Regions from separate parts of the Oncorhynchus mykiss genome. Here region 2 is linked to region 1. A link is a contact called in public Hi-C data. All regions are on one chromosome and are shown on one strand. Each heading gives the region's core, a stretch centred on a gene start, on an enhancer-like site or on the middle of the called end of the contact. The rest is flanking DNA. Distances are from core to core; before and after follow the strand shown.

Evidence for each region. A called contact is a pair of places that touch in the nucleus more often than the background predicts.
Region 2: a Hi-C map of liver shows a contact between it and region 1, with 4 times the contacts expected there. The contact joins the promoter of LOC110529451 here to the enhancer-like site in region 1. A contact is called at or near these places in 2 of 3 Hi-C or Micro-C datasets (blood and liver).

Annotation. Positions count from the first base shown.
Region 1 is chr8:14,627,558-14,632,927 of USDA_OmykA_1.1, reverse strand. No RefSeq gene overlaps it. Among protein-coding and RNA genes, the nearest start is that of LOC110529447, 3.4 kb to the left of the region's middle. Within about 2 kb of position 2,152, at least 7 of the 11 cell types and tissues checked have an H3K27ac peak or open chromatin away from gene starts, as enhancers often do. A contact at or near this core is called in liver, where this site is marked.
Region 2 is chr8:14,695,487-14,700,856 of USDA_OmykA_1.1, reverse strand. It overlaps LOC110529451 (ribonucleoside-diphosphate reductase subunit M2), which reads right to left and starts at 2,490. Exons shown (of 10, transcript XM_021611622.2): 1 at 2,227-2,490; 2 at 1,943-2,014. The coding sequence starts at 2,319. It overlaps LOC110529450 (Krueppel-like factor 11), which reads right to left. Exons shown (of 3, transcript XM_036984833.1): 3 at 4,736-5,370.

The sequences.
Region 1 (5,370 bases), core at 903-3,402:
TTGCAGCCTTATTCTAAAATGTATTAAATCGTCATCGCCACCCCCCCTCAATCTACACACAATACCCCATAATGCCAAAGCAAAAACAGGTTTAGATATTTTTGCAAAGTAAAAAAACAAAACAAAAACAGATATGACATTTACATAAGTATTCAGACCCCTGTACTCAGTACTTTGTTGAAGCACCTTTGGCAGTGATTAGAGCCATGAGTATTCTTGGGTATGACACTACAAGCTTGGCACGCCTGTATTTGGGGAGCTTCTTCCTTGCAGATCCGCGCTCAAGCTCATTCAGGTGAGATGGGGAGCGTCGTTGCACAGCTATTTTCAGGTCTCTCCAGAGATGTTAGATCGGGTTCAAGTCCAGGCTCTGGCTGGCCCACTCAAGGACATTCAGAGAATTGTCCCGAAGCCACTCCTGCATTGTCTTGGCTGTGTGCCTTGGGTCGTTGTCAAGTTGGAAGGGGAACCGTCGCCCAATCTGAGGTCCTGAGCGCTCTGGAGCAGGGTCTCATCAAGGATCTCGCTGTACTCTGCTCCGCTCATCTTTCCCTCAAACCTCCCAGTCCCTGCGTCTGAAAAACATCCCCACAGCATGATGCTGCCATCACCTTGCTTCACCGTGGGGATCGTGCCAAGTTTCCTCCAGACGTGATGCTTGGCATTCAGGCCAAAGAGTTACATTTTGGTTTCATCTGACCAGAGAATCTTGTTTTTCATGGCCTGAGAGTCCTTTAGGTGCCTTTTGGCAAACACCAAGCGGGCTGTCATGTGCATTTTACTGAGGAGAGGCTTCTGTCTTGCCACTACCATAAAGGCTTGATTTGGCAGTGTGCTGCAGAGATGGATGTCCTTCTGGAAGGTTCTCCCATCTCCATAGAGGAACTCCAGAGCTCTGTCAGAGTGACCATCGGGTTCTTGGTCACCTCCCTGACCATGGTCCTTCTACCCCAATTGCTCAGTTTGGCCGGGCGGCCAGCTCTAGGAAGAGTGTTGTTGGTTCCGAACTTCTTCCATTTAAGAATGATGGAGGCTACTGTGTTCTTGAGGACCTTCAATGCCGCAGACATTTTTTGTACCGCTCCCCAGATCTCTGCCTCGACCACATCCTGAGCTCTATGGACAATTCCTTCGACCTCGTGGCTCGGTTTTTGCTCTGACATGCACTGTCAAGTGTGGGACCTTATATAGACAGGTGTGTGCCTTTACAGATCATGTCCAATCAATTGAATTTACTACAGGTTGACTCCAATCAAGTTGTAGAAACAGCTCAAGGATGATCAATGGAAACAGGATGCATCTGAGCTCAATTTTTAGTCTTATAGCAAAGGGTCTGAATACTTATGTAAATAATAAGGTATCCAAATTTCTAAAAAAAAACTGTTTTTCTCTTTGACATTATGTGGTGTTGTGTAGATTGAGCATTATTATTATTTTTTAAATACATTTTAGAATAAGGCTGTAATGTAACAAAATGTGGAAAAAGTCAAGGGGTCTGAATGTCAGAATGCACTGTACCTGATGATATGTGGCTGCCGTGTGAAACAATGAATGGCTATTTCTCTAATTCATTGATGATACTTAAGTTGTAACTGGTTCTGTTGTGCTCAACTTTTACATTTGATAGTCTACGTTTGGAACAGTGCTAAAGTTGTCTCTCTTCTTTTTTAACAATAGCCTGAAAAATAAATCAAAACGTCTCTGGTGCTGCAGCATGTGCTCATTCGTTGTCATGCTTTGTGGTATTCTAAAAGTTTCTGCTCGTCTCCAGTCATGTAAAAGGACCTAGAATTGCATGACATGCATTTATAAAAATGCATTTTTTTCAAGGACCGGCAAAAATAAGTTGATTGATTCAGGCAGTGCTAACCTTCTGGCTACTTCATTTTGTAAGCATTGCATGGCAAAGAACAGTTTCTAAAACTTTTATTGGTCCTAGGAGTGAGTGTAAACGGTAGATATGTTTTGTGCAATCCACTTTGTTTTAATTCTTATTTTGGGTATGGGAGAGGGTCGGGTACAAATATGTTACATTTGGGAGGAACATTCATTTCAGAGATCCGATTGTCTGCAGGTATCCCTCATTATAAATAATATTCAGTCCCTATGCGACACATGGTCAAATCTGCCATTGAATTCTTAAGTTTTGTTTTAGCCCAAAGACCGGCAGATGGAGAGAGTCGTCTCATTTTACCGTCCAAAGGGAATCCATGTAGTCGGCTATACACGCCTATTCCCCGTGGTCCGGTTCGTACAAAAAAACATTCATGGTGGTGGAAAATGTTGTTTCATAAAGAATGTATGCATATTTTCCTGTTTTTTCGCCTTTGCAGTTTGAATTGAATGTTTTATGTACAAACCGGTCCATATATTTGGATGGTAAAATGAAATGACTCAAAATCGCCATCTGTCGGCTTATGGGTTAGCTTCATATTCGCTGCTAATAAATGGGCAAGAGCCCAGTGAAAAATCTGCGTTTGAAAAGCGTTGTTTTGCATGCAATTATTAAAACGTTCAATCACACCTGTGGCAGAGAGGCTTAAAAAACATGCGGCCAGTTGGGCTGTAACGGCAAGGTTAGACACAACAAGATAATATATATTTTCTGGCGAATCTAAAAGTGGTGAAAATTCTATAAGAAGTTATACTGTATAACCTACCGTTTATTCCTCGTCCATTTTCACACACTTTAGTTTGTTTCACTTCAGAAATTAACACATCGGTTTGTTGTTGTAGAACAGGAACTTCCTGTGTGTGTTACCAATAAATCCATCCGTCAGGAAACAACATTATTTTAGTGTGCAACACAAGCATACAATTTATTGCCAAAAGGTTTTTAACATAAATGTTTTTATTTCGAAATTGTATAGACAGGTGTCTATACAGGTATTGTACAGGTATTGTATAGACAACGCTATATCTGAACTACAGAGGAATAAAGCTACAGATATTCAATATCAGAAATGTGTTTTAGCCAGTACTCATTGAGGTGGATTGCACTTGTAGTCCAATGTCTGATGTTTCCCTATAGAGGGCAACATTGACTGGCGCAGAATGAGAGCCCAGTGTACTGTTGTAGCTTGTAAGAATGTACTTTTTAGTCATTTAGCAGACTGTTTTATACAATTATGGTTAAGTGCCTTGCTGAATGACACATAAACAGATCTTTCACCTATCACCTGAGTCATCCATTACAGTAATTGCTATCCTTGTCCATACCCCACGCCTCAGCTCTGTAATCTACCCTGCTTTACTTGATTTTTTGTCATAAACTATTTCTGGTGGTGGTGTGTGTGACAGGTTTGGAGTTAGCACCATGTAAACCGCAATAAAGATGAAGAGAGGGTGTGTAGGTAGATTCATTGTTTGGTAAATCCATTTGTAAGCATGAGTTTAGCTTGAGTCAAACATTCATTCAGTGAAGCGTTATCTTTTTAGGATAATTAGAATTCTTCTTACTCCATTTAATCATGCCAAGGTCTATACATAGGACCCATATGCCCCTGAATACTTAATACTGTATCTATGACATTCTAGAAAGTTGAAAAAACAACATTTGGAGGGTGTTTTTTTGTGCTTTGTTCTGTTTCTACAGACACAGAGTCTGCGTCCCAAATGGCACCCTATTCCCTATATAGCCAGCAGCATACCACCCTGCATCCCACTGCTGGCTTGCCTCTGAAGCTAAACAGGGTTGCTCTTGGTTGGTCCCTGGATGGGAGACCAGATTCTGCTGGAAGTGATGTTGGAGGGCCAATACACACACTTTTACATTTTTTAATTTGTTTATTTAACCAGGTAGGCCAGTTGAGAACAAGTTCTCATTTACAACTGCAACCTGGCCAAGATAAAGCAAAGCAGTGCGGCAAAAACAACAACACAGAGTTACACAAAAACAAACGTACAGTCAACAACAACACAGAGTTACACATAAACAAACGCACAGTCAATAGTATAATATAAAAAATATATGTACAGTGTGTGCAAATGTAGAAGAGTAGGCAATAAATATACCATATAGGCGAAATAATTACAATTTAGCATTAACACTGGAGTGATAGATGTGCAGATGATGATGTGCAAGTAGAGATACTGGGGTGCAAAAGAGCAATAAGATAAATAACAATATGGAGATGAGGTAGTTGGGTGTGCTATTTACAGATTAGCTGTGTACAGGTACAGTGATCGGTAAGCTTCTCTGACAGCTGATGCTTAAAGTTGAGAGGGAGATATGTCTCCAGCTTCAGTGATTTTTGCAATTCGTTCCAGTCATTGGCAGCAGAGAACTGGAAGGAAAGGCGGCCAAAGGAAGTGTTGGCTTTGGGGATGACCAGTGAACTATACCTGCTGCAGCGCGTGCTACGGGTGGGTGTTGCTATGGTGACCAGTGAGCTAAGGCGGGGCTTTACCCAGCAAAGACTTGTAGATGACCTGGAGCCAGTGGGTTTTGGCAACGAATATGTAGCGAGGTCCAACCAACGAGAGCATACAGGTCGCAGTGGTGGGTAGTATATGGGGCTTTGGTGACAAAACGGATGGCACTGTGATAGACTACATCCAGTTGCTGAGTAGAGTTTTGGGAGCTATTTTGTAAATGACATCGCCAAAGTCAAGTATCGGTAGGTTTGTCAGTTTTACAAGGGTATGTTTGTCAGCATGAGTGAAGGAGGCTTTGTTGCGAAATAGGAAGCAGATTCTAGATTTAATTTTGGATTGGAGATGCTTAATGCGAATCTGGAAGGAGAATTTACAGTCTAACCAGACACCTAGGTATTTGTAGTTGTCCACATATTCTAAGTTAGAACCGTCCAGAGTAGTGATGCTAGTCGGGCAGGCGGGTGCGGGCAGCAATCGGTTGAAGAGCATGCATTTAGTTTTATTAGCATTTAAAAGCAGTTGGAGGCCACGGAAGGAGTGTTGTATGGCATTGAAGCTCACACGCACTCTTCCCTCTGGTCTTAAGATCAAATCCCAATACCCCAGGGAAGTGATGGGGACATTGCCCTGCGTAGGGTGCCGTCTTTCGAATGGGATGTTAAACGGGTGTCCTGACTCTCTATGGTCACTTAAGATCCCACAGCCCTTATCGTAAGAGTAGGGGTGTTAACCCCTGTGTCATAGCAAAATTCCCAACCTGGTCTCCTAATTGGCATATCTCACCTCTCTAGCTGATGTGGGGTGAGTGTTCTGTTGCAATTTGGTTGCTGTGAGCTTCCACCTTACTATGTAAAGCACTTTGGGTGTCTAGAAAAGTTATTTGTAAATCCAATCAATATAATTGTTATTATTATATTATCCCTATGGGTCCTGGTCAAAAGAAGCGCACTAAATAAGGAATAGGGTGCCATTTGAGAATGCAGACCGAGTGGG
Region 2 (5,370 bases), core at 1,241-3,740, 68 kb before region 1:
CCTTCATTTAAAATTAAGTTTATTGCTCAGCCTGTTAATATCTATATTCTTCTGCGTGGAGAATCTCTTCCAAACTAGCATTTTAGTGAGTAGTGATGGCAAGTTGAATTCTGAATTTAACACATTTCCCATCAGAAGAGCAGAATTGAGATAGGTCTCTGTTAAGAGCTTTAGACTAAACAAAACTCATTCTTTAAAAAGGAAATAGTTAAATTCCCAGTGTGCTTTAGAAAATAGTTACTATCAAAAAAAAAAAAAAAGTAACAGTAGTCTGTCAGAGAAGCTGAAGAAATACTACATTCACTGACAAGATTCGTAAGATTGTAAGAATCCTTAGATGTGTTTATTGGGTGTCTTGAAATGTTTGTGCTTCTAGTTCCGACTGGGCAGCAACAACATCTGCTAACCATGTGTATGTGACCAATAAAATTTGAGATGCCAACCAATAATCAATTCTAGATTTTAATCGTCTGTTACTAGTTGTAGAGTTAAACCAAGGTTGTTTTGAAGTTAGATTCTAAGAACGCCAAATATCGGAATGTCAGAGCAGAAAGGTCTTAAGTTAAAACAATGGGCAGAATGCCTGGTGGGATACCAATTCATTCAGTCATCAGGAGCAACAGTCACCTCCAACCATAATGTTATCTGTAGAATATTTGTTTTTCAACTCAAGACTTTCACCCCATTGCGAAGTCCAACATTTTAAGTCGCATCTGGGGAATGTGTCTCTTGAAAAAAAACTACGAAACTGGACTTTAAATGTTGCATAATACAGTATCCGAGTAAGAGTTGTCTTGTCTAGAATAAACAGGGACGACCATAAAGGGAAATAAATGGTTAAGTCGTGTAATAACATGAATAGTTTAGATCTTCAAATGGGCTCAAACTTAAAATAAATCTCTGAAAATAAAGGGTTTCACATACATATCGATATTGAAACAAAATGAAACTGATCTTAGTATGCCATCAAATGAGAAACAAAACACATTTAGTGCTTACCTTGATTAATGTTCACATCCAAAATTCGCCAATACAAACAGCATGGCCCTATGCAATATCACCTATATGCGGTGTTTAGATAAACGATTACGCGAATAAACTCACTAGTTGAAACGGTATTAAGATGCATTAACCTACTGTATAAGCAGGCCAACTCAAAGCATTAACCAGTCAGTCACGTAGCCCCACCCTGTGGCCGTTAATGACAGCAAACCCCCCGCGTCTCTTGTCAGGGCACCAACTTTCTCCTTCAACAGGTTTACATCAGTGATCCTTTAATGCATGCTGCATTCAACTCTGTAGTTTTGGAAACGTTTGCAATTGAGGGTATTTTTTTTTTAGTCCTCTCAAAGGCATTCAGTCGAATAGCTTGTTCGTTAAATTTCCACCTCGGCTAATGTTACTAGCTAGCCTTGGCTGAACTTGCTTGAAGTATAACGTTAAGTGGAAACCACCAGACTAATAAAAAAAAATGTTTCAAAGACTACAAACAAGTACTTTTAACTGTTCGTCGTCAAACTCAAATTAGGGCTTGAATTCAATTTAAATTTCAGGATCTCAGTTTAATGCGACCACTCACTCCGCCATCTTGTCACACCCCGCCAAGACAAAGGCTGTCGTAACATGGATTGAGTGGAAGGCTACTAGCTAGCCTTATGAACAGCGAGCAGCCAACTTGTGTAACTAGTCATGCAAAAGCGGAGCTATTTAAAACATTGCTTGAATACTTACGTTTAGATAGCTAGGCGCATACTGTAATCATGACTTGATGGCTCACCAGCTTAACGTCAACTAGCTAGGATTAGAAACACTTGGCGCCAAATGACTACCTCAAGATCAACTTCTAGCGAATTACCAGGCTAATTACATAACTCATGAAACTGTAAAATTGTCGCTTTTCATAAACTTGTTTGAACACTAAGCAAAAGTATTGTTCACTCACCTCAGAGTCATCAGCAAAGATTTTGCGCGCGGTTCTTGAGGCCAGAATCCGGGTAGTGTTCAGGCTAGGAGGCTGCATGAGGAAACATTTAAAAAAGGAGATTCCGTGACACATTAACTTAACTAGTTAACTAGAACCTTGCTTCCTTTAGATTCAATTAAATAATGTGCTAGAGACAGACATGACCATTAGACTTGACAGAACGTTAACTAACCAGTTGAGGTCACACTCACTGACAAACTGCTTAAAATAAAGTTAACGTTATGTCCGTAGTTCAAACGTACCGTGTTTTCTTTGTCAACCAGCGAAATGTTGTCCATTTGAGTGGTGATTGCATTGGTGTTCTTCTTAGAGAGTGGTGAGCGAGTTGTAAGCATTTTGAATGACAGATAGGCGATACAACAGGAGAAATTAAATTTCTGTAAAATTGCAGGGGGAAAATAAAATGTAATGTTTCCCTATGTATTCACAAACATATGCAGTACAACAAGCGTATAGAGTTCTCCTGACAAATCAATGCCGCAACTGCATTACAACGTTTGGAGTTCCCTATTTATTGAAATTCTGGCGGTGGAATCCGAGCAGCCAATAGAAACAAAGTTAATGGTCGGTATTTTCATTTCCGGTGTGGCGGAGCCAATCAGATTGCAATTCTCTCACGTGTCACTTCAACGATTGCGGGAAAAGTCTAAGCTTTTTTTGATGGTTATAAAACCGTGAAAGGAAGGAGTTACACAATGTCAAAAAAAAGGCGCGCGAATGTGAGACAATAGAGCTAGCACACTTTGTAACAACGGGTTAAAACGTTGGAAATACCAAATATAATGTCATATATAAAGTTCGAAATGAGTAGAAAAAATGCAACGGGGTTAAGCAAGTTTAGCTACTATAGCAAGCTGGATGAATAGCTAATGTCAACAAGATTCGACGGATTTATTTGACGAACAAGCAGTATAAAATGTAACTGCAGTCAAAAGGATTTTATAACTTGCTTGAAACTGTGGTTAAGTTGCCATTATAGAAAAGGCCTGCAAACAAATTGTGTTTATCTGCTATTACGGGTGCAATCCATTCTGTTGATGTGGCCAGCTGGCTTGTTTAGCTAATCCTACTCAACAAATACAATGTAGTTTAACGTTTAAATGGCTCACGATATCTATATTTGTTTACATTATACACAGACAAAGGCCAACTTTCATACCCAAGTTACTATTTTCCTGATATTTAAGCAGAAAGACCAATTTAGCCAACCTGGTCTCGGAGCATTTCGTATTAATTTGTGGATGTCTATCACACATTTCGTATGGATTGGCTGGACCGTAATCTTACTTTCATTTTAGCTAAAGCTGTTTAATGTAGTTGCAGAGGGGCATGATACCATTTTGAAATAAATAATGCTACCTGGATGAAACAGTAGTTTTACATTATTCTGGTGTGATTCAAGTCATGTTGGTATTTTTTTATTTTGGCCAATCAAATTTGTGATGACAATCCACTGTTTTGTTACGTGCTGCTGGACACAAAGTCAAAAGGAGACAAAAGACGGTCAAAACAATGAAGTTGGCCCCATCGGAGGTAAGGTTGCACTGAAAAGTAGGACAAAGAGTAGTTATTTGCCTTACCAGTGCTACTCTTTACTATACATATCTACATTGTCTCTCCATATACGGATGAACCATTTCCTCCGAACATAATGGGCACTGTTTATACGGAATATTATAAATGTTTGGCTGTGTGACAAACTTCCCAATGCGGATGCTTGCGAGATACAATTAAAACAAAACCATTGTAATATATAAATGGCGCAACGGAATACATTAATCGACGGCCATGTCATTGGCGCAGTTGTGGGTTAACTGCCTTGCTCATGGGTAGAAAATAATATTTATTTCCTAGGGATTTGAACCAGTGATCTTTCAGTTACTGGCCCAACCGCTAGGCTATCTGCCGTTTGCCTAACCTCAGTCACCTCCTATGCAGAAGGCTGTGGGCCAACCATCCTGCATGAACAAAAGGGAACGTGTGAATGCTACCTTGTCCTCTCACAGACGCATCTGGTCAGCGTGGGTGATGTGGTATTTACAATGGTTATTTTGCAAGTTATCTAACCTGTCTAATTCATTCAATATATCATTCATACGGTTACAAATTATTTGTTATTTTATTAATAAAACATACTCAACGTGGGCAAATATGATTAAGCTTTTTGGTCATTATGTCACTTTGCCAATAGGAAAAAATGATTAAGTACAGGATGAAATAGTAATATATTTAGAATTATATTGCAAAAGCTTGACAAAAAGTGCTACGTTTAGGTGTGATATGATGGTGTGTGTCTATAAACTTACGAACTGGAAAGCTGAAAAAAAAAAATATATATCTTTACTCACAGAAATTGTACTTTATTTTATTTTCACTGAGTGGCGTTGTTGTCCTATATTTTAGTGGAGCGCTTACGTGGACTGTCGTTCTGTAAAACAAATGGGCGGGTACCGTGTTAGCCAGTTAAAATCCTCTGATCGTTTCAGCTGAACGGTCGTCTCCAATTGGTCGCGCCCCTCTTGGCGCTGTAAAATACTGCAATTTAATTAGTGGAACGTTGTTACTGGGTGGAGTGGAGAGACGGGTATTCGAAATCAAAGGGGATCGAGTGCGATTGTGAAACAACACGTAATATTGTTGTCAACACTGCTGAGATCTTAGAATTAGGAATTTAATAGGATCTCTATGGGTGAGATTGAGAAATAGCGTTTGGTCATATGTTATTGAGAAAATATAGACCATACAACCAAGATTAGTCATGTATTTTATTATGAAAAAAAAAACAATGGGACTCATAATGACCATTGCCTACATTGAAAGCTAGTAAAACTACACATAGGGACAGCACTTTTCTCAGCGTGACCATATCTATAGAATTCATTTAATCATTGATTACTCATATTATTAGTATGGTGAAGCTCTTTAAAGTATTTAGTATTTACTAAGAAATAATGTGAGGTATTTATACTGGTTATACTGTATCTGTAATAAAACAAAAGCAAAACGATCAAGCTATCAAAAACAGCACTTTTTAAAACAAATGTTTATTAAATAATATGCAAAGCAAGAAAGTAGGTAGTATCACAGTGAGGAATATTGTCCACTGACATGTTTAAAAATATCAATAACATATATTGACGTATTGTCAATACATGCAGATTGGAATACACATAACAATCATATATAGATATTCATATATACATATTTACAATCACAGAGACCAATAGTAACAGATACTGTAAGCACAACGCAAAGGCTTTGGCAAAAAGAGTGCATACATTTTGCTAAACATTACATACTGTATACATATTACATGAGTAAACATAATTACATATAGAGATCAAGGAAGTACAAAACAAGCATAATTAAAAAATCCAGTGCAAGGT